Linked DNA regions of Mus musculus: regions 2, 3 and 4 are each linked to region 1. The links are chromatin contacts, called in public promoter capture Hi-C maps. All regions are on one chromosome and are shown on one strand. Each heading gives the region's core, a stretch centred on a gene start, on an enhancer-like site or on the middle of the called end of the contact. The rest is flanking DNA. Distances are from core to core; before and after follow the strand shown. Region 1 holds the start of Slc12a8 (solute carrier family 12 (potassium/chloride transporters), member 8). Region 2 holds the start of Zfp148 (zinc finger protein 148). Region 3 holds the start of Heg1 (heart development protein with EGF-like domains 1). Region 4 overlaps Heg1 (heart development protein with EGF-like domains 1).

The links. Promoter capture Hi-C pulls out the DNA fragments that hold promoters and counts their contacts. Capture Hi-C pulls out chosen DNA fragments and counts their contacts.
Region 2: a contact with region 1 is called in a promoter capture Hi-C map of pancreatic islet. The contact joins the promoter of Zfp148 here to the promoter of Slc12a8 in region 1. A contact is called at or near these places in 10 of 39 promoter capture datasets (the 3T3-L1 cell line, 3T3-L1-derived adipocytes, HPC-7-derived erythroid cells and 6 more), 8 of 484 Hi-C or Micro-C datasets (the G1E-ER4 cell line, cerebral cortex, cortical neurons and 3 more), 4 of 115 datasets of contacts at active chromatin or transcription factors (embryonic stem cells, neural tube and pancreatic cancer cells) and 2 of 9 other capture datasets (adipose tissue and pancreatic islet).
Region 3: a promoter capture Hi-C map of hippocampal neurons shows a contact between it and region 1, with 5 times the contacts expected there. The contact joins the promoter of Heg1 here to the promoter of Slc12a8 in region 1. A contact is called at or near these places in 7 of 39 promoter capture datasets (the 3T3-L1 cell line, hippocampal neurons, liver and 4 more), 2 of 484 Hi-C or Micro-C datasets (cortical neurons and nephron progenitors), 8 of 115 datasets of contacts at active chromatin or transcription factors (the SCID.adh cell line, craniofacial prominence, embryonic basal ganglia and 5 more) and 3 of 9 other capture datasets (adipose tissue, liver and pancreatic islet).
Region 4: a promoter capture Hi-C map of hippocampal neurons shows a contact between it and region 1, with 4 times the contacts expected there. The contact joins the enhancer-like site here to the promoter of Slc12a8 in region 1. A contact is called at or near these places in 15 of 39 promoter capture datasets (the 3T3-L1 cell line, 3T3-L1-derived adipocytes, the SN4741 cell line and 8 more), 2 of 15 datasets of contacts at CTCF or cohesin (embryonic stem cells and pro-B cells), 18 of 484 Hi-C or Micro-C datasets (LSK cells, cerebellar granule neurons, cerebellum and 11 more), 14 of 115 datasets of contacts at active chromatin or transcription factors (VIP interneurons, astrocytes, embryonic basal ganglia and 4 more) and 4 of 9 other capture datasets (adipose tissue, embryonic stem cells, liver and 1 more).

What each region holds. Positions count from the first base shown.
Region 1 is chr16:33,516,591-33,522,063 of GRCm38.p6, reverse strand. Slc12a8 (solute carrier family 12 (potassium/chloride transporters), member 8) reads right to left here and starts at 3,869. Exons shown (of 13, transcript NM_134251.3): 1 at 3,688-3,869. The coding sequence starts at 3,735.
Region 2 is chr16:33,379,115-33,384,566 of GRCm38.p6, reverse strand. Zfp148 (zinc finger protein 148) reads right to left here and starts at 3,792. Exons shown (of 9, transcript NM_011749.4): 1 at 3,540-3,792. 1700007L15Rik (RIKEN cDNA 1700007L15 gene) reads left to right here and starts at 3,831. Exons shown (of 2, transcript NR_045709.1): 1 at 3,831-4,051; 2 at 4,188-4,713.
Region 3 is chr16:33,683,017-33,688,291 of GRCm38.p6, reverse strand. Heg1 (heart development protein with EGF-like domains 1) reads right to left here and starts at 3,826. Exons shown (of 15, transcript NM_175256.5): 1 at 3,437-3,826. The coding sequence starts at 3,680.
Region 4 is chr16:33,737,331-33,742,339 of GRCm38.p6, reverse strand. Heg1 (heart development protein with EGF-like domains 1) reads right to left here. Exons shown (of 15, transcript NM_175256.5): 8 at 4,057-4,115; 9 at 3,617-3,777. Among named protein-coding and RNA genes, the nearest start is that of Muc13, 55 kb to the left of the region's middle. Within about 2 kb of position 2,904, at least 81 of the 459 cell types and tissues checked have an H3K27ac peak or open chromatin away from gene starts, as enhancers often do. A contact at or near this core is called in VIP interneurons, cerebellar granule neurons, cerebellum and 12 more, where this site is marked.

The DNA.
Region 1 (5,473 bases), core at 2,620-5,119:
CTCTCTACTTTACATGATCCCCACCACCACCACCATAATCCATGCCTTTAGCAGGACTAAGCTGATATGGGCTTTGAATCTATTAAATAAACCCGCTCCCTTTATAAGTTACTTGGCTCAGCTATTTCCTTGTAGCAACATGCCGCTGACTAACACGGGATCTTTCTCCCGAGAGCTGGTAACACTAAGTCACTGTCCCTCAGAAGTGCATTGTAGGCTGTTTGTATAAAACAATCCTATACCACCATCACTACCACAGTGCACCGTCTGAATAAGGCATTAAAGCTCGAGATGAAAAAATTTCTTAAAATTGATTTGTAAATAGATTTAATATACTTGACTGACAAATTATTGATGAGCAAATGAAGATACTCCCAGGAGCTGGAGTTTCACATCCTATGAGTTGCTAGTGGATACAGGAACCAAACGCCTCTGTAAGAGCAACATAAGCTCTTACCTCTTCCATCTTCTCAGCTCCCCATCCCCACTTCTCCCCCTCCCCTGCATTGTCTAGGGTACCATTTCTTGCCTGGGCTGTTCCTACCCTCCTAACATCTTTCTCCTTTGTTGTGACGTAGTTCTTTCTATAGCACTGACCTGTGCATTTGACATCTTGGCCGAGAGCCTTGAAGGAGATTCTCTTAGTCACTTTCCAGTTTAAACTTTCTATCTTGGCCTTCGGATCTACTGAGATATGACCAATCTACAGTTCCAGTTGTACCTGGGTCTTTCCACTTGCCCTGTAATGTGACCGTTTCTGTCTTCTTTCCTTGGGGTGGGGAGTGGGGCAGAAGCATTCTCAAGTCTTGATAGCATGCTTGGAGTATGGGCGATGTTCAGCCATGCTGGTTGTATGTCTGGGATTGGATAAACAGCCATTTGCCTCAGGTCTTGAAGTGTTGGTAGAAATAGAGTGTGTGGTAAATTCGGGAAACACATCCCAGACAGATGGAAAAATCACAGTAGCCACCAGGTAGTGAGCACTGTCTTGTTCTAAACACTTAACATTCGTTATCTTTACATTCTGGGATACAGTTACTTCGGGGCGACTGACAAGGACTGGAGTTCTTTGAGTGCAGAAATTTCCTCTTTTCTGGTATATGCCTTCTGCTCCAAATTTATGCAAAATGCATAATCCATCCAGATGGTAAATCAAGGGCCTCTTCGGGAGCCAGAGGGGAACAGACAGTAAATCAAGGATCTCCATGGGAGACAAAGAGCAGTGAGGTAGCTATTATTTTTAAGCTGTAGTGACTAGTCTGCAGTGAACATCTGTGAACCTTTTTGTCACCTTTACCCCAGCTGTGGTGGCAAGAAATTCTGTGAAGAGCTTTGGCACATGTATAACATGGGATTAAGTAGGCAGAGTCCAGTAGGAAGACAGGCTATGGAATGTTGTATAAAACCCTTCGGCCTTGGCCTGTCTCTTGAGCACCATGGGGAGGAAGCAGCCTGTGGTTGTGAGTTATAGAGAAATGGATGACTAAATTCTCAGGTTGGCTTTAGGCATTTTAGTTTCAAATGGGAGTTAGGTGTGTGTGTGTGTGTGTGTGTGTGTGTGTGTGTGTGTATGTGTGTGTGTGTCTGTGTATCTAAAATGAACTCCCCAACAAGGGGTTGTAGATCTAAGTGTTACAGTCTGGTGGTCAAGGTTACACGTACAGACTGGGCTTAAGTGCTGACTCTGCACTTTGTGAGTTTGAGTGAGTCTCTTCACCTATCCTCTATTTTCTCACCTATGAAATGGCTTTAATGACTAAGCTTACTCTAGAGGAGTAAGAAAAATTAAGGAGACAATTCTTGAAAATGCTATGATAATACAGGACTTGGTTCATAGTAAGCATTCAGTAAACATTTAGTCCACATTTAGTCCACAGGGCGGCCGTATACATGATCAGAAGGACCAGCTGGCAAATGCACACGTGATTTAGCACAGCAAGGTCAGGCAAAAGAAGGACAAAGGCAGGAATGTCACATGCAGAATGACACCCGGGAGGAAGTGCTTCCCAGTGTCTGAGTCATGTTCTCCTCCTCTTAGTTCTTTTTTTTTTTCCGTTTATGAAAAGATATATCTTGTGAGGAAAATTACAAAATGAAGCTAAAAGTCACATAGCCTCTCCTTAGGAAGTCAGACCATGCTCTAGGTACCACCCGGTGGGCACCTCACTTAGAGCACAAAATTCGTGCCTCAGCATCCTTAACATCTAGACATCTTGCAAACGCTGATCTATCATATAGTGACAAAGACAGCAATTTTCTTCTCTGCTTCTGGTCATGGATGAAATGTAGCAGAGGGCAATGTAAATGTTTGAAGTAATACAAGCCATCCATTCATAAGCAGGCAAAGACCAAATCCTACTGGCTGTCTTAGAGAGCAAAAGCTTAGATGGGACTATGTCTTTCATAAGCCAACCTACCAATTCTCAGTCTAGAGCTGCGGCCACTAACTCCTAACACCAACCTAAATCATCCCAGGGTCAGTTACTAGGAAACTAGAGACCAACACTTAATCCAGAGTCCAGAAAAATTCTTCAGAGTGGCACACCCCAAACTGTTCACTCTACCCTGCCTTCACGTTCCTGCAATAATCCCCAGCAAAAGCCTTGGTCTTAGACTCCTTCCACTCCTGGCTTTGGTCACCTGACTAACCAGGTGCATCCCCTATGGTCTGGCACAGAATTTTTGAGGACTCAGAAATGAAAGCAAAGGTTTTTTTGTTTCGTTTTATTCTGTTTTTAATTTTGTTTTTAATGACACAGACTAGCACCAATGTGTTAACATATAATACTGTTACTTGGAGACTAGATCATCCCCCAACTGCATTACAAAGTCATTAACTGACTTCAGCCTAGTTCTGCCACTCCTTGTCATATGTTTATGGAGCATTTACCGCCTGCTGGTCAGCAGGCAGCACGCCTTCACTGGCATCTGTGCACACATGAAAAGGGTTAACATGTGGCTTGGATGCCCCTACCACCTCCGGACTTTCAGCTCTAGACCTTGTTCTTGAAATATATATTCTTTCTCCTGCTGAAGGGCTTACTCCCCTCTCTTGCAGTGCAGGAACACCTCCCTGCCTCTCACTACAAAGCATAAAGGAAACCCAGGGGGCAATGAAACACCAAGGTGACTGAACACGGATGGCAGAGACCCCATAAGCACCAAGGTGTGGGCTTTCATTTAAGGGATTAATCCTTCAATTCTATATCAACCATCGACCACAAATGGAATATTTTACACTACACACTACACACACACACACACACACACACACACACACACACACTAATAACCAACAAGAAGGACTTAATAAAAACAAAACCAGCAGACATCAGGGAGTCCAGAAACCCCCTGATTTCCGTAGATTAGCTTTTCTAGAAATAAACTTACCTTCTGACTTTGATCTGATTTGTTATTAAAGGGAGTTCATATCATTTGAGTCTCAGCCTCCACTCGTGGCATTCTTCCCATGATGGGGTGGAGGGCAGAGAGCGGAGTACATTACAGCTAATGCCAAAGGAGACTTTCTGCACGGTTAACTGCTGTCCGAGGTATTCCCTCAACGCCTAAGTAAACCTGAGATAACTGCTTTGAAAATACTGCACTGCCACAGACCCCCCCTCTGCTGGCACCTGTCTGTCTGATGGCCTCTGCCAGCTCCACCACCACCCCTGTAACCAGACTTACCTGCTGGGCTGCCTCGTGGAAGAGTTCTTGCGGAGACCTCTGGGCCATTCTCCAGGAAGTGAGGTTCTGATACTTTTATCTAGATAGGGAGACCACTCTGGAAAGCAAACATCACTCTGTCAGGCCAGGCCCTCCCTCCCTCCCTTGCTGCTTCTTGCCTGTCCAGCTTCCTCTGCACTGAGAAAGGTCGTGGGTGAAGTAGAAACCTTGTTGGCCCCATCTGGGGACTCCTCCCCACTGCTCTCTTCAGAACCTCATTTATGGTTCAGAGCCCGCCTGATCATTTCCCGTTGTCCTGGGGTCACAGGAACTCCTATAGTTCACTCCCTACTCCCTGAACTCCTGAATATTGGGGAATGGTCTAGGCTGACTGCTCAGCTGCCTAGCCCTTAAAGACATAGTCCTACACTCTTTTCCCCAGTGCCTTGGGAACCCTTTGTTCAGAGCAAGGACATTTGGGGTCTTGCTGGAACCCGTGTCTGGTGGTGAGTGCAGGCAGAGTGTACTGGAGGCAGAGCCAGAGGGCTGGCGGCTGTCTTGAGAGGCCCCTGGACCCTGGCCAGAATAGGGCAGGTAAGAAAAAGATGTCAGAAAAGTACAGTTCTGGCCCACCAGAGGAGTTGATCTGGCTTTCCTGAGGCCAGGGACCTTGCCCCATGACATTTGAAAGAAAAAAGAGAGGGAGGGAGAAGGGCTGAGGCAACTGGCCGTGCTCCCCATCCTGCAGGAGACTCGTGGGGAGAGGAATAGGGCAAGATTCCTTTGGGACACATCACCCTAAAAAGATCTGAGGGCTGCGGGATGAGGCTCTGGGCACCAGAGTCAGGTCCTTGCGACCCCAGCCACTCTTCCCCTCCACAGAGCAGTGCCCGCACCCTCACCTGCTCCTACTCAGGCTCCGGAGGCCACGCCCGCCCCACCCGGTCCTGCCACGTGGCCGCAAGCGCTCCTGGCCACCTGCCCTGCATCTCGGGCGACCCCGCCCCAGCGTCCGGACTCGAGCATCTGGACTAGAGACCCAGGCCCTGAGCACCCCCTGTCCGAAGGGCGGTGGTTCAGTCAGGTGACACCGAACTGGCAGGAAATGGAGCTTCCAGAATGCGGCCCGGGCATGCTGAGAGGCGGGGGTGGGGGGCTGACCCTCACCACTTCAGCAGGACCACTGAGCCACCTCGGGTTGCAGGACGAGGGGTGGGAATTAACATACAGAGAGATTAAATTATCTCCATTTTCAATCTGGCATAGTTCCTAAACCTTAAATAACTTGCCAGGCTTCCATGTGGGTTTCTGAGAAACAGGAGGGCAGCTGGGAGTACTTCCCACGCCCACAAGCCTTTGTGTGGAATCCCTAAAAATAGAGGCTGTTCTTTTAAAACAAAAGGGAAGGCAAAGCCCGGGAACACTGGTGGCGCCCTCTCCTCTCTTTGCTGCTCCAGGGAAGTTGTTCCTGTGAAGGTGTCTTATGTAAAGTTTGCAGTCTGGGCCATTTTAACAGTGTGGAAAATCTTGCTCCCAGTGTTTGGTGCTCAAAGATCCATCATCACTACACCCAAGACGTTTTTTTCATCACCCCATACAGAAAACACACATTCTGCCACTCCCCACCCATGGTGTCCCCATGCACTGTCTGTCTTTCTGTCTACTCTGAATATAACTGGCCTCTAAATGGAATACAACAACATTTATTATCGTTTTGTGCCTGGCTTGTCACACGTGAGCAGCACACCCCCAAAGTCCTTTCTATGTTGTATACATCAGCATACAAGCAGATTGGGTTTTCATTCCT
Region 2 (5,452 bases), core at 2,543-5,042, 140 kb after region 1:
GCAAACCAGGCTGGCCTCCAACTCACAGAGGTCTGCCTGCCTCTGCCTCCCAAATGCTAGGCTTAAAGGTGCACTCCACCTCCTGCTATGTGTTCATTCTCTTAAGGTGGAAGGTAAGAATATGGTTAAGAAAAAAGGGCTGGAGTTGTAGCTCAGTTGTAGTGCTTACCCAACATGCAAAAAAGTCTTGGGTTCAACGAGGCCTTTCAGTCCAGCACTCATTCCAGGCTGGCCTGATCTACATAATGAGTTCCAGGACAGCCAGGGCTACACAGAAAAACCCTGTTTTAAAAAAAAAAAAAAAAAAAAAAAAAAAAAAAAAAAAAAAAAAAAAAGGAGAGGGCTGGAGAGATGGCTCAGTGGTTAAGAGCACTGAGTGCTCTTCCAGAGGTCCTGAGTATAATTCCTAGCAACCACATGGTGGCTCACAACCATCTGTAATGAGATCTGACGCCCTCTTCTGCTGTGTCTGAAGACAGCTACAGTGTACTTATATACATAAGATAATTAAACATTAAAAAAAAAAAAAAAAAAAAAACTTGGTCCCCAGTTCAGTTCCCAGCACTGCAGAAACTAGTTGTGGAATTCACACCTGTAATGCCAGAAATCAAAGAGGCAAAGGTTCAGACAGTCAGGGTCATCTTTCCTACATACTTAAGGGGCCAGCCTGGGTGACAGAAACCTGTCTCAGAACACCAACACAAAAGCTCACTGGACACGGTGATGTGGGCCCGTGATCCCAGCACCTGGGAGGCAGAGGCAAGCGGATCTCTGTTGAGTTTGAGGCCAGCCTGGCCTACAAAGCCAGTCCCTCCTCAGACAGAGCTACACAGTGAGACCCTGTCTCAGAAAGGGGGGGGGGGGGCTTGCAGGGCACAGCAGGCAGCAGTCTATGAAAGCAAAACTGCAATGAACCCCTGTTTCATTGCTTTTCATTGTTAGTCCCTTCAGGACAGTTTTTTAAAATTACATATATTCATATTATTTGCATAAGAAACACAACATACTGTATTTGGCACTCAGTAGTAAAAGAAATGACAATACACAATACCAGTGCAGCAGAGGGAAACTGAGCCACGAACACCATGACAGTAAAAATGGGTGCATCATGTCAAGTAAGCCCTTTTTTAAAATGGCCAAAGAAGCAGCTAATAAGAGTGCGTCCTGCTCTTCCAAAGGACCCAAGTTCAGTTTCCAGCACCCACATCAGTCAGTTCAAAAATGCTTGTCATCCCAGCTCCCGAGGATCCAACATTCTCTTCTAACCTCCTTGGTTACCCTCACATCCATGGCATATGTTCACATAGACAAATACATATGCATAAATAAAAATAAGATCTTAGCTGGGCGTGGTGGCGCACACCTTTGCTCCCAGCACTTGGGAGGCAGAGGCAGGTGGATTTCTAAGTTCGAGGCCAGCCTGGTCTACAAAGTGAGTTCCAGGACAGCCAGGGCTATACAGAGAAACCCTGTCTTGAAAAACCAAAAAAAAAAAAAAAAAAATCTTTTTAAAAGTGAGCAAATCTAAATGCACTAACCGGAAAATTTCCAAGTTTTTTTAAAAATAAAAAAATCCAGTTATTTCTATAAGAAAAATTATAATGAAAGAAAAAGGAATGAATATACCTGAGTTTCCTTCCCCTCTCCCGAATGTTACCCCATCCTCCCCATTATTCTCTTTTCCTTCAACTGCCATGAAAAAGATCTGTCACATTTAACATACTCGTCTTCCCTTCAGTTGAAATGATACCACAACACATTATGTAATTTCTCTTAATAACAAAAGGTGACCACTATCCAAATAGAATTTAACACATTGTTCTAGCCGGGCTGTGCCTTTAAGGAGGCACAGGAAGGTGGATTTCTGAGTTCCGGGCCAGCCTGGTATACAACAGCAAGTTCCAGAACAGCCAGAACTACAGAGAAACCCTGTCTCAAAAAAAAAAAGCAAAACAAAACAAAAAGGACAAGACTCTGTTCTCACCCAGTGTTCCTTCTTGAAAAATGTGGTCTACTGTGCATTCAGGGAGTGCAGAACTTGGTTTCCTAACATAGGGACTGTCCCTCCTCATGAGACCTCGACTCATCCTGTCACTTCAGATTTCCTTAGGCATTACAACCACTCCTGACCTCCTTATAAGCTAAGATAACAGATATTCTAGATGCTCTGCCTACATTTTGCTTGCAGATGTTATTTTCTTTAATAACATCATGCCTCCGTGAAAGAGTACACCCGGAACTGTGAATGGAAAAGGATCTCCCGCCAACCCGAAGTATAGAACTAGACAAATGGAGCCTTCAAAGACCAGACTAGAATGCACCAACTCTTGACCCGGACAATTACAATCTATGTCCTGCAACCTAGGCTGAAATACGGCACCAGCTCTTCTGGTGGTACCATATAAGCTAGGCAGTGAAGAAGAACACCGCCAGGCCACGTTAATTCCTATTCCACCGTCTTCCAGGACGGTGTTCATCCACCCTCCGGTAACAGACAATACTCCAAATCTGCTAAAATTCTCAACTCCGTGGCCTCAAGAATGCCCAGAAGCCAGGCGGTTTCTCAAGGTCTCTTTCAAAGATTTTTCAGTTCACTAGTGCGGCACTAAAATGTCTCAAACCAATCTACAGGCTAAGTGACTAAATTCTCAATGACCCCCAACCAAGCGGGGACCCACACTTACCGGATGTCATCTACTGAAGAGCCCAAACAGGTTCCGAACTAGGCCACTCTGGCCCATCTGGAATAACTCTTTAGACCTTGGGCCAGCATTTGATAATTATGCTACATCTGTCTATTCTATTATGCATTCTCTGCTTCTTTTCCAATATTTAGCACTCCTCTGGCTTCAAACGCTCTTCCTTCTATCCGTAGAAACTACTCTAGCCTTCTTCCCCTTGCCTTGGAAACGCTTCGGTTCTTTCCATAATGAAACACCTAACGTATCTGCACAATGAACACCCTCAGAATCCTCAAGACTGCTCCACAGCCACCCCCGGCATTCCTCCACCTATCCGGCATCTTCCCCTCCGGCCCCTTTCTCCCCTTTCGCACTCCTACTCGGCTTCCTGCAAGCAATCCCCTTTTCACCAGCCCCTGCCCTTCCCTGCAGCCAACGAGCACACCGAGGCAGCAGCGGCGACCGAGGCCTGCGGTGCAGAAAGCACTGCACCAAGACGGCGGAGAACCCCAGGGTCTGGCCGGCCTCGTCGCCCACAGCCTGGCACCCCGAGGCCTCCCCGCGTGCATCCCACCTTCCTACCCGACACCGGCCGCAGGCCTCGGAGGCCGCCCGCTCTCTCGCCTCCGCCGCCCCCGTCATTCTCCGTTCTCCAAGCCCCGACCCACCATCCTCGCGTCCCCAGCCCCGCGCTCCCCGCGGCCTGCGCCCGCCGCCTCCCGGGCCGCCCCCCGGCCGGCCGGCCCGCCGCTCCTGCGGGTCACACCGTCGTCGCCGCGCTCCCCCCCCCCCGACCGCGCGCCGCCCCCTCCCCTCCCCCGCCCTCCCGGGCCCAGGCCTGCCAGGCCGAGCGTTTACCGCGGGGCTGGCGCCGAGGCGCGCGGTCACTGACTGCAGGCGGCGGCGGCTCCGACCTTCCCACGGGCCCGACGAGGAGGGCGAGGGGGAGGGGAGAGAACTTTTGCTGTGGCAGCTCCGGCGACAGCTCCCACCCCTGCGCCTTTCTCCTCTTCCTCCCCCTCCTCCTCCTCCTCCTCTTCCTCCTTCTCTTCCTCCTCCCAGAGCAGTCGAGAGGCAGACATGGCGCGGCTAGAGCGTCGCCGCGGTCGCCGCCGCTGCCGGCGCGGTGCATTATGGGAAGCATCGCACACAGGAAGCGCTCCGGGCCGCCGGCCCTCGCTTGGCGCGGAGACCTGGCTGCGAGACCAAGCGTGGCTTTGATTCTGGCGCCTGCGTGTCAGCAGCGCGGCGTGGCCGGGAAAGCTGGGCCCCGCTCTGGGGGTCCCCCTGATGGGCCTGAGAGGAAAACGCTTTGAAATTGATGGGAGCTGGGAAAGCCACTGAGAGGGACGTCCTCCCCTTGAGGCTGGGTGCGTGCCTGGCACCCCGAGAAGTGAAAAATGGGGATTAAATAGCGGCCCAGGCCCTGGGAAGTGGAAGGGGCGGGAACGTCGATGAAGGGTTTAGCCAGGATTTCTTGGATCTTTCTTTTATTCTCTTACCTAGCCTCTCCTCTTTTTCCGGAAGATGCTACCCTGCACCCTTGAAACTAGAAAACCTGGTTGGAGTCTGCAAACCGCGATGCAGGATGTGGGCACCGAGAAAAAGCAAGAGATCCCAGTCAGGACTTCGTTGGCCCAAACCACGGTCTGCATGTCAGCAAAGACTTGGTTATAATCTCTGCATACCTAAGATTGCTTAGTTGAGCCATCTTTTGGCAGCCCTTCGACGACCTTCACTAAATCCTGGTTTCTTAGGAGCGCCCTCATTTAACACCAAGGCCCTTTAGTTGCCTATACAAAGGGAGGGCTTACAGTTAATGACCTTTGTGCCCACACAGTAGTACAAGGTCAGCTAACTTAATGTGCCCAGTGAATGTCGATCGGGTTATTGGGAACTTCCTGAGAGATGGAGCACCTTCGTTAGGATTTCTGTTTCACAATCTCAAGGCTTTATTTTAGCACCTCTCTGCAATACTTAAACATAACCTTTGAGGTGAGAGGGAAAGGACATTAAAATATCTACATAACCATTTCTGGAATTCTCTCCTTGTCCACACCCACCTCCCCACCCCTTGAATGTTCATTTGAATAGGCTTTTTGGCCAAACTCCAAACTCCCGCATTATGCACTTGTGATGACACTGAATTAGATTACTGTCTGCAAGGTTAATATTCCCTCAGGCGTTAACCTTAGTAAACCGCGACGCCTTTTGAAGTAGCTGAGGCTCAGAAGTTCAGCTGAATTCAAACACAGTTAACTAAGAAAAGCAGGGATGAGCCCACAGCCTCACAATAAACTCTACTTGAACCTTCTCCACTAAAAAAATATAAATTTTAATAAGATGACAGTGCATATTCTGAATGCTAATTGTAACAAAACCGTGATACAAGCTAGAGCAAGGGACAGTTAGCTGGAGGACAGCCTTCTGGCAACTTCTAGCAACTGCAGTGACATCAAATTCAGATGTATTTTTAAAAAGGGAAGAGAAGAAAAAAAAAACCCTCTGGCAGCCAAGAAGCTAACTTTTAGGTTTAAGCTGTGGTAAAGCTAATAACTAGAAAGAGCTAAAAGCCTAGGGTCACACCCAGTGGACTAAGATGAATAGGGTTGCCACTAGGAATACATCTCTTTGTTTCTGAAGAGAATTAAGACAAGGAAGAAACAACCATCTAAAATGGGCAGAGTGGAGAAGACTACTGACCATGCCTTCAAAGTAAGAGTGATTGAAGGCTCTTGAAATTCTTGCTGGTCCATTTTTTTTATCCAGAC
Region 3 (5,275 bases), core at 2,577-5,076, 170 kb before region 1:
TGCCTTCCTGTTGTCTCTGCAGGATTCTTCGATGAAAGGTATCGATAGCAGTTCAAGTGTCCTGCTCATACAGAGAGGATACTGGGGCAGAGGGAAGATGCTAAAGTAGATAAGGAGTAGCTAAGAACACAGCAACTACCATCTGCTGCTTCCTTCTTTCTGACCCTGAATAAGGATGCTCTCGGACAGCTGGCCAGCACCAGTGGAAACAGAGAGATCACTGGAAGGCAGAGAGGCTCCTGCCCTTGCTTCTGGGTCTAGGAGGCAGTAACTGCCCAGCTGGCATGGGCACAGTGAAGTCTCCCCTTGTCCACACACAAGTCAGCTGGTGAGCAGAAAACATGAGCTCAGCATCTGCACGCACCAGGAGAGAGGCAAGGTGAAAAGGATGTGGCTTTTCAGCACCAAGTCTCTCTCTCTACTTGTGACAACCTCTGTCAGAGAAGCGGTTTCTAGATGCCCAGATCTATCTCTCAGCCTCAGCCAGGAGGGTCACACTTTCTTCCCCAGCCAGCCTTCATAGCACCTTGCAGTGGTACTGTGGCAGCCTAGCTAAAGGATGAAGTTGGGCTACAAAGTTAGAGCAATTTAGGAACCACCATTTAACAGCTCAGAAGGGGCTGGGCTCATGGCTCTCTTCCTTTAGGGAACCACATTTCTGTAAGATTATTATTCCTTGGGCTGGCTGCTTAATTTAACAAGGCAGCAGCACCATTTCCCCTTCGGGTGGGGAAGTTCTTTCGGAGGATTCTCAGTCTAAGTCCAGCCTCTTTCCCACCTCCCCGCCCCGCAGCTCTCACAATGAAAGTGTGGCCTGTGGACTGAAAAATTAAACTTAGTTCTCAGCCCGGAGCGATGGCTCTGGGGGACCCTCAGTCATAGGAAAGCCAACACAGAGAGAGGAAATCTCTAGCTCTCAGTCTCTTTTCATTGATGGCTGAAGCGGCAAACACAGTGGAACCCGGTGACAGGTGGGTCACAAAAGCCAAATAATGGCTATACAAACAGGGGGCAGTTCTCCCTGGAGGACAGTGTGACACAAGCAAACAGCCCACAAATGGAATGCAAACACAGCCACCCAGCAGTGGGAACCTTGAACTCTCTGGGGAGAGAGGAGCTAGAAGGACCCTCTGAGAAGAATTAAGTCTCTGCTACTCACTGGGGAATATTTGGAAGCCCAGACCGTGATGACCAGGCACTGGCCACCAGCACCCCCAGAAGAAGTGGCTCAGGGGACCCAACTGTCAGCTTAAGGGTATTATTTGTGCGACTCAAGGTTCACTACCATCAAGAACACTCATCTCCCTAAACACACACACAAAAAAAAAAACAAACAAACAAAAAAAAAGTGGATGCAGAGCATGGGTGACCATCTGCCCGGGTATCAGGGAGGCTGGATATCTGCAAAAGGACCACCAAGGATTTCTGCAGATGTGAGGGCCTAGCAGTGTGTAATGGCCAGCGGGGAGTCGGGAGGAGATCAAAGTGGGCCAGGAAAATTTTAAGAGGTTGCTACAAAACTCCGGCTCCCTGAGGTCGCTGATTGTTGTTGTGTTGTAGCTGCTTGTTTGCTGTGTCCTTTTCCTATGTGACATCGTTTGAGGCACTAACAGAAACCTGAGAGGCAGTGCTTAGATCTTCGGCCACACTGATAACTTCTCGAAGGTTTCAACAGGTCATAGAGTGCACCTCTTCTAACTTTACCTTTTAAACACCCCTGCCCCAGACTGGGCCTTAGAGCAATAGAGATCAGGAAACCTTAAAAGAAAGTCTGGATTATTCTTGTTCCTTCCTGGGTTCTTCCTTTGCCTCTATCCTGCTTTTCCCCAAACGAACAGAACAGAGCAGTTCTAGCACCATGGCTGTGAAGGCCCGGCTCTCATAAGGCCCCTATTCTTACCTTATCTCCCCTAACTCAGGTGCTACTATAGCCTGATGCTACACTCACACCTGTGTGAGCCTGGAACAGGCTCTGCCATTGGAAGGAGATTCCTGTGCCAGCCTCAAGCTGGAGCCCAGCATCCCTGCTCCCTTCATAGCCCCTCACAAGATGGAGCCTTCAGCCTGAGTACCAGTTAGTGGCACCTGCCTTGGGTTCCCAGGTGGCCATCTGAGTTATCAGTTCCTTACACACAACTGTATCTAGAACAGTAAATGTCTTCAAAGTTCTCAATTCCTTTCTCTGAAAATCAGTCATCAAGATTATGGAAGTTGGGGCTGCACAGCATGTCTGTAAAGACCTTCAGCACAGCTTTCCCTCCCTTTATTCACCCTTCCTCAGTTTCCCTGTCTTGGACCAGTGACTCAGAAGTTCACAAGGCTAAGGCAGTCTGCGGAGGGGAGATTATGGTTCAAATGAGGCTTTATGAGGGTAGAAAAGTTTCTCTTATTCAATTCTAGGAAGTAGTACCTCTATGTTCTAAGGATGAGCAAGTTGGGAGAAAGTTTGTAAAACATGTAAGATGGACAGACAGACAGACAGACAGACAAGAAGTGGAAACTGGACAAAATCTTGGCAGTCCCAGTGTGGCAACAACAGAGCCCGATGTGTGCCCTCTGCCTCTTACGGGAGGACAAATGGCTAACATCACCTAGGCTGGTTTGGTTCACAGCACTTTCTACTATTTTTACTTTCATTTTGTCACCTCTTGTCACTTGGAGGCAGGGAGGAATGGGGCCCCTCCATTCCACAGATGGGGAAACTGAGAGCCAAAGATGAGACACAGCCAAGGTCGTGTGGGGGTTACATTAGAATCCCACCCAGGCCGTGGCATTTTCTTCCAACAGAAAAAGGAACTAGAAACAAAGGAGGCAGGCACAGGAGCTGAGTCCCCATTCTGTGACCAGGACAGGCAGTGCCTGCCTGCACAGCAAGCAGCTGGCTGGGGGAGGAAAGGGCCCAGGACAGTCCAGAGCCAGTCAGTGGCTTCCAGGGGTTTGACCTTGCAGCGCCCCCAGCCCCATCCCAAGTAACCCTGCTCCTAAGGTTAACTGGGTAGCTTTGTTTTAAAGCGCACTCTTTGTCCTTTATGAAGTCCTAAGTACTAGAAGCATTCCAAACTCCGAAATCCGTTATTTACTTATACTGGAAAGTCAGGCTTTAGACCAGGAGAGACCAGTTCTAAATCTGGGGGTTGGGGGCTGAAACCGAGGGACAACAGCCAGAAGTTACCACTCCCCACGAGGTGAGAGGCTCTTTGGGGTCTTCGTTTTGTAAAAGTGAGAAGGGTGTGGGCTAATCCAGGAGAGAGTTTTCTTCCAAAGCACAGGGAGGGAATGCATGTGAACATTTTATATTCCAGTGGCCAGGGACAGCGTTTCTCCGTCCTGGGCCACCCTCAGGGTTCCACCCACGAGGGTCCACGGAGCCTCGGCCGGGATGGGGCAGCCGCGAAGCGCCCACGCCCCCTGACCCTCGCTGGAGACTCTCACTCACCCGCGCTCACGCCTCTGGGGACACGGCCGGAACGTCCCCGCCGGGTCGCGACGCCGGGTCCGGGGGCCGTATGTCCGGCGCCAGGCGGCGAAAGCGGTCCCGCGACCGGGAGGAGTGTTCGATGGGCCGGGGAGGGAAGGGAGCCCCGCGCCCCGGGGGCAGCGGGCGGCAGCAGCAGCAGCGGTAGCAGCAGCAGCAGCAGCAGCGACGGTGGCGGCCACCGCGGGGCGCGCGGCGTGGCCATGGTGGCGGCGGCCGCCCGCGCTCACATGCCGGGCGCCGGGCCGAGGGCGGCGGCGAGCGGAGCGGGGTGCGAGCGCGCTCTCAGCCGCAAAAGTTGTGGGAGCCGCGGGAGGGCGGAGGCAGCCCTGGTGCTGCCACACGCCAATCAGCCCGGGCGGGTCGCGGGGCGGGCGGCTCCTCCTCGGTTGACATCACCCGCCCCGCGCGGGGGCCCGGGGGCGGGGAGAGGGCAGGAAGAGGGCGGGGGCGGTCTCGGTCTCCCGGGTGAGTTCACGGAACCCCCGGGTGAACTCATGGAGCCCCCTGCGACTTTTGTTACAGGGCCCACACCCTGGAGTATCGCTTTGGCTTTTGGAGAAATGAAATTGGGGTGGGGGGCACTTTCCCAGTTCCTTAGCCACACAGTAGGTCTGTGAAAAGTAGATTCTGGCGGTGTAATTGACATCAGGTGAGTGAGTATACAGAGAGCTTTCAAAAGACAGAGAAGTGAATCCTAGACCCTGTTCCATACGTGGACCTGCATTGCCCTTAAGGATCTGAAGAGGCCCCAACCCACTGCCGCCCTTTTGGGTCCCCAGAATTGGTGAGAAGATTTGCTTTAGCCAGGGCGGGAACCCTCATCTTCTTGAAGGCTCAGAAGCCTGATTTCCTTCCCACGCTATCTTTGGCTTACACCATAGTTCTTCAAAGATGTCACTGCTGAGACACCCAAAGAGGCCAGAGGGAAGAGAAAACTGAACCGAGTCTGGGGCAAGGGAAAACCCATAGCCAGGAAAAGGACAGCAATTTGCAAATTAAACATAAAAAAAAAAAAAAAAAAAAAAGCAGCCCACACAGAAGTTAAAAAGAAACCTTTAGGGGAGATGTTCCAAGACAGAGTGTCAATAAATTTGCTTGGTAAGTAAAATTCTGTGTGTGTCCCTATTCCCTCCCTTCCTAGGAGACAAATGATACAATGTCCAGATTTTAAGACCCAAATCTCTTTTCTTTGTAAGTAAAGAATGAGCAGCTCAAAATAGGGGGAAATAACTTGCTTAAGAGTTGCTAAGAGAACCAACAACTAAAGGATTTCTCATTGAATGACCATGTGGCTTCGTGCTTACCTCATAGCTTAGAGTTGTCAATAATTCAGACAATATCTCATCCAAACTGAAAACCACAGATCCCTTGGGATGCTCTCAGATGTGCTAGGGTTCTTTGTCTGTTTACCAAATGTTCAGGAGACAGGCTTGTCTCTTTCCCCATGTCTCTGCCTCTCTCTGTCTCCAAGCCTCCATGACCCGCCTCCAGGGGAACGATCAGATCATAACGTCCAGCGCATCGGTAGATGGGCCTAGACCCATTTTCTGGTGACTCGGTACAAGTGAGTCACTTGGCAGGACACAAAGGATGCTCCGTATAAACAAGTTTACCTTAGACAAATGAGCCAAGAGTGGAGAATTGGTTTGGGTTAGGGTTTATAGAACCACAAATGAAACCTAACTTTTCAGGTCTCACATGAAATGCTCAGTCCTCTTTCTTTCTCAAACAACAACAATCCAAGCATGGCCCCACCTCCTGACACAGCTCCCCTGTTAACAAGCAGGACTACACAGC
Region 4 (5,009 bases), core at 1,655-4,154, 220 kb before region 1:
GTGAGACCAAACCAAACCTCTTCTTCACACCTTATGACGCATGAACTTGCTATTTCAATAGGCTCAGGGGAGAGTTTCCCAGAGTCTTCTTGGAACCATAGTCCTCTGAGGCCCTACACAGTCTCTACCTCTTGTTCCCTGGTCACCGCCAGTAAATAAATATTCACAAGCATTCCCTATGGAGAAACCAAACTGAGGAAGGAAAGGGCGCTGCCCAACCTACAAATGCAGCCTGGTGTATTCTGTACCTTCACGTTTAAGGACTGGGAGTAAGGGAGGTGGGGGGTGGGGCTGGAACAAACCCAGAAAATGTGACCATGTTCTTAGGAAGTCAGGAGCTTGGACCCAAACCAACCAATACAGTCAGACCAGTCTCAAGTGGAAACATGTCCGGGCTCTGTGTCCTAGGGGCCCAGGACCACTCTGTGGTAAGGCAGCTTGCTTTGCTCTCAGTGTGTTGCCTTTTGGAGGCTTATTATAGAACGAGGTTTGTATGGTAATCTGATTCCCCAGGGTTGGCAGGAAGCTGTCTGTCTGTCTGTCTGTCTGTCTGTCTGTTTGTCTCCCCACTACAGTGTTAGGAAGGTTTATTCAGCACTGGATCTGCAGCACAGAGACCAGTAGGTGAGCATGTGCTGGGGTGGGGGTGGGGGTGGGGGTGGGGGTGGGGGTGGGGAAGTCCTACTGGCCTGATCAGTCGCTACACCATCACCAGGAGAAACAGGCAGACGAGGAAAGAACCCAGTTTTAAGGCTGGTTTTGTGTTCATTTGGGGGCTTTATTCATCTCATGGTTGATAAAGAATCAGCTTATTCGTATCAAAAAGCATTCACTGCTGGGCACATAGTCCTCTGGGAGGTTTTAATACGGCCAAGATAATGAAGAGTACATTTTACCACCCAAGATACACGTCAGTGGGCGCACAGGGAGAACAGAACTATGAAACCAACATGACAGCGGCTAATAACTTATCCTCACATGGCAGATGTGTGCTTCTGCTGTTGGGGGGTCAAAAGCAAGTTGAACCCAGGAGGAGAGTGGCAGGGGGATGGGAAGAGTCTGAGCATTGTACAATGAAAATTGGGTGCTAATTTTGTAGGCATTGTCAAAGAAAAGGCCCCAGGCTCTTCAGAAGGTGCCTGTTAATTCTGCAAAATTAACCCTTGCCTGGGCAAATTCTGGTGATGGGAGCTGACACCAGGGCTTGATGGGCCCCGTGTGGAATTCCCAGCATCCATCCCTCTTGAGGGTCCCGAGAACTGAGACTGACTGTCTAGCCGGGTGAATTAGGGCACAGCTTCATTTCCCAGTGCTGAATTGAATTTCCTGCCTTTATCAGTGGAAGCTGACATGTTAAATCTGGGCTCCTTTGTTTATTGTTTTTAAAAAAAAGTTTGTATTTAAGGGGAAATGTTTAAACGGAAAAATCTCACCAGGCAAACTTTGCAAAGCTGGCACCAGGGAGGAACTCAGCTTCCGGCACCTCACATCTGACTTCTCTGAAGGCTTTGCCAGTCAATGAGACTTAGCAGAGAAAAACACCTCCAAGTATAAGGAGTATCCAGGCCATCCTAGGCTGGGAAATCCCACTCTGATTGGGTATTTTCTGGAAGTCAATGTTAAGTTCTCCTTCCATCCTGCCCACTGATCTAGGCTGCTAACGAATATTCATTGCCAAAAGCAACCAGTTCCTGCCTGCTGCCAGATTTCTGCTTGAACAGGGAGGGCAGGCCCCGCCCCTCCAATGAGGAGTGGCTTTCTCAATGAACGTGTCTCATAAAGCCACCCAAAAGGACCATGCAGAATCTCACTTAAATCGATCCTTGGTGATGTGAGTCTTCTGCATTCACCGTTCCCATGGTCTTTCCTGGGCATAACATCCGTCAAGATAGACAATGAGTACTCAGTAAGCCAAGGCTGAGGCCATGAGGGGGGATTTCCAAAGTCTCTAAATCCCAGGAGACCATGAGGACTAAAGGGCTTTGAAAGGAGGGAGATGGACATTCTCTGAACTGAGGGGACAAAGCCCTTCTCGCCAGCGGCAATGTCCAGAGCATCCTAGTGCTGCCCGGATGCTAGAAACCCAAAGGTGTGCAGCACCTGCTGGTCTAGCCTCCTCTCTAGCTCCAGAAAAATTACCAAGAGCCAGAGCTGGATCCTTTGGCAAAACCTAGAGAAGATCTGGAGGAAAAACAGATGTGAGTCCAATTTTGGCTACTAGGCATGGCTGTCTTTATGCTCAAGGGACTGGAAGGGAACACAGTGAGGATGGCCTCCTCATGGGGACAAGAGTCTTTCTATAGGCCACATGGGGGCAGTCCAAGCAAAGCAGCTGGGTGAGCGAGCACTCCTGCTAGGGCAGGCTCTTGCGCATCCACACAATCTTGCCAACTTGATCTGCAAAGCACAGATGCACAAGCTGGCAACAGAAAAGTACCTTGGTCCAATGCTGACCACGCCAAATGCAGTCTAGAAATGGTTAGCAAACTGAAGGGTGCCTACCTCACTGGGAGGAAAAATAGTACCCTGGAGCCCTGGGCATGAGAAACAAAACCATACAACCAGAGAGCCTCAAAGTATCCAGCACCCTAGAACAGGGCATGAACTTTGAACAAAAACACTCCAACTCTGTTATGTTCAGCTCATTTCCCCCCAGTTACTAAGTAGCCAGCCCCCCAGAGCCTATCTCAGGGTGAAAGCATCAGCTCCCAAGCTCTGCAGTGCAACTGTTCACTCGAGGAAAGCTCTGGACCAGCAGTTACAACATCCTGACCCACTGGGAATGGCCTAGACTAACCAGCGGATATGGCACCAAAACCTGATACCTTCAATTTATGTCTAACATCTGGATGCCAGATGGGGGAGACTTAGCCTAAGCTCTCCTTCCTTTGCCAGACCTCAACCACTGGTCCAATGAGCTAACCAGAGTACACTTTGATCACCAAGAGGGACTAGCCCACTGTGTCTAGGGGCGGTTCTCATTCCAGCAAAGTGTTCTTCTCCCAGCTATAAAACTATCCCTGAAAGACGCAAGTCTGTCTTCCAGACTTGTCCTGAGTCACCTTTCTCATTGGCCTTACCCCAACACAGGGCAAGAGCCTCCGACCAAACAAGAACAAAGGAAGGGAGAGTCCTGTCATTACGGCACTCCTGGGAGCATCCTGCCATGCTCCCTCTTAGTCATTCTATGGTTTTATGATAGAAAACAAACAAAAGATAGGTAATACTGCATGAGCATAGCTCTTTGTTTTTTCTTAGTCATCACCATATAAAGATTGTTGGATCATTGGCAACTTGACAGACTCTATATGTCACTTTCTGTCTCCCCAGGAAGCGGGAGTAACAGCTTTTGGTTCCTTCAGCTCCTGTAATATCTTCCTCTCACCCTGGCACTGTATAGAAGAAAAGAAGGAGCCAGATACCAAGGAGCTGATGCTGTAAAAGGCCATGTGTAGACAGATGTGTGCACTGAGTGTCATGAAGGCTTGTGCTTATAACTTCTAAAGACAAGCTCTGTGAAGGAGCTTTTCTGGGCCTGAGTCCCCAAACCTCCCATCTCTAAGTCTATGCCTACCTGCAAGAGCAGGTTTCCCCCCCTAGAGGACTCCCATCTTACCTCGAAAGACCCGCCTCTGAGACCCCAAGAGCTGGCAGACTTCAGCAGAGGACCTGCAGGAGTTGACATATTTCTGGATCCTGTCTGCCAGGTCAAACAGTGTCACATTGGAGGCCAGGGCAAAGGTGGTTTTCAGTGAGATGAAAACTGTACTGGGCTCCCTGTGGGCAAAGTTAGCAAGGCCTTAACTGACTTGAAATGACATGTGGGTTCCAGGTAGCTTGCAAAGTACATGTTACTGCCATTCTCCACAGAAAAAATAGGAGAGTATAAAGGCCCAGAGACCGTGGTCTTGGGTTACCCGGTGTATTGGCTGTAAAACAGAGACTGGCTTTATTTTGATCACTCATTTGGGAACAGTACCACTTCACACACACACACACACACCCCCCCCCAATTCCACAGATCAGATCATAAGCAAAAGAAATTCTGTTTCTCACCTAGACACATGGGCTGTAGTTCGGATATAACCGGGCAATGTTGAAAAACACACGTTTAGCTGAAATGAAGAACCCGGTTGTCAGACAAAATCCTTGAGCCAAGAAACAATTTCCTATTTTCAGGATAAAATAGGTAGTTTCTATCGCCACCAAGGTATCAGCAGGCAGTTTGACTCAAAGCAGTGCGGCCTTTGTATCCCCGCCCCCCTCCTAAATATCTTTCTGTTGTTCCCCAGGGCAGATAGTGGATTAGTAGGGAAATCTCAGCAGGAAATGTTCAGAGCAGCATCCTCGAAAACAAAACATCTTCAAAGGAGAAGATCCCTTCTAAGACCCAGGGTTTCAAAAACAAAAACCCAGGCAGCTGTTTATTTGGACTCTGCATAGTGAACAAGTTAGCTGACAAAGCTCAGCTCCTCTTAGCTCCCCAGGTCTGACTACAGGCTCCTCAGAATCTACAATGATGAGTTGACCTGCCGCAAAGGTCCTTCCTCAAAAAGACTCTGTGGGAAATTACATGATGGGGGTGGGGTGGGGGGGTCAAGAGGTCTTTTGTTGGGAACACATTAGAGCTCTGTGCCTCCTGTTTGCCTTGTGCCCACGGAAAGCAGAAAGCCTCTGAGCAACACAACATGTTGTGTCCGCCTCCCTGACAGCGAAGCTCGAGATTCCCTTTAATGGAGCAGAGGACCTCAGCATCTCATCCCAGGTAGATCCACCTGCCTTCAGAGCCCTCTGACTTGGGAAGATGGAGTCAGCTGTGGAATGGTGCCAAACGGTTTGTGGGTTTGAATGCCACATTAATATAGCAATGATTTATTATTACTGCCATATTAACCTTTTACCTAGGTATGAGCAGAATGCCATCTTAAGAAAGCCCATGCTAATGCTTTCTCTGATGGTCATTTAATTCTTCACTGCTAGTTGGGGTCAGGTGTGTCATGGCCCAGTGT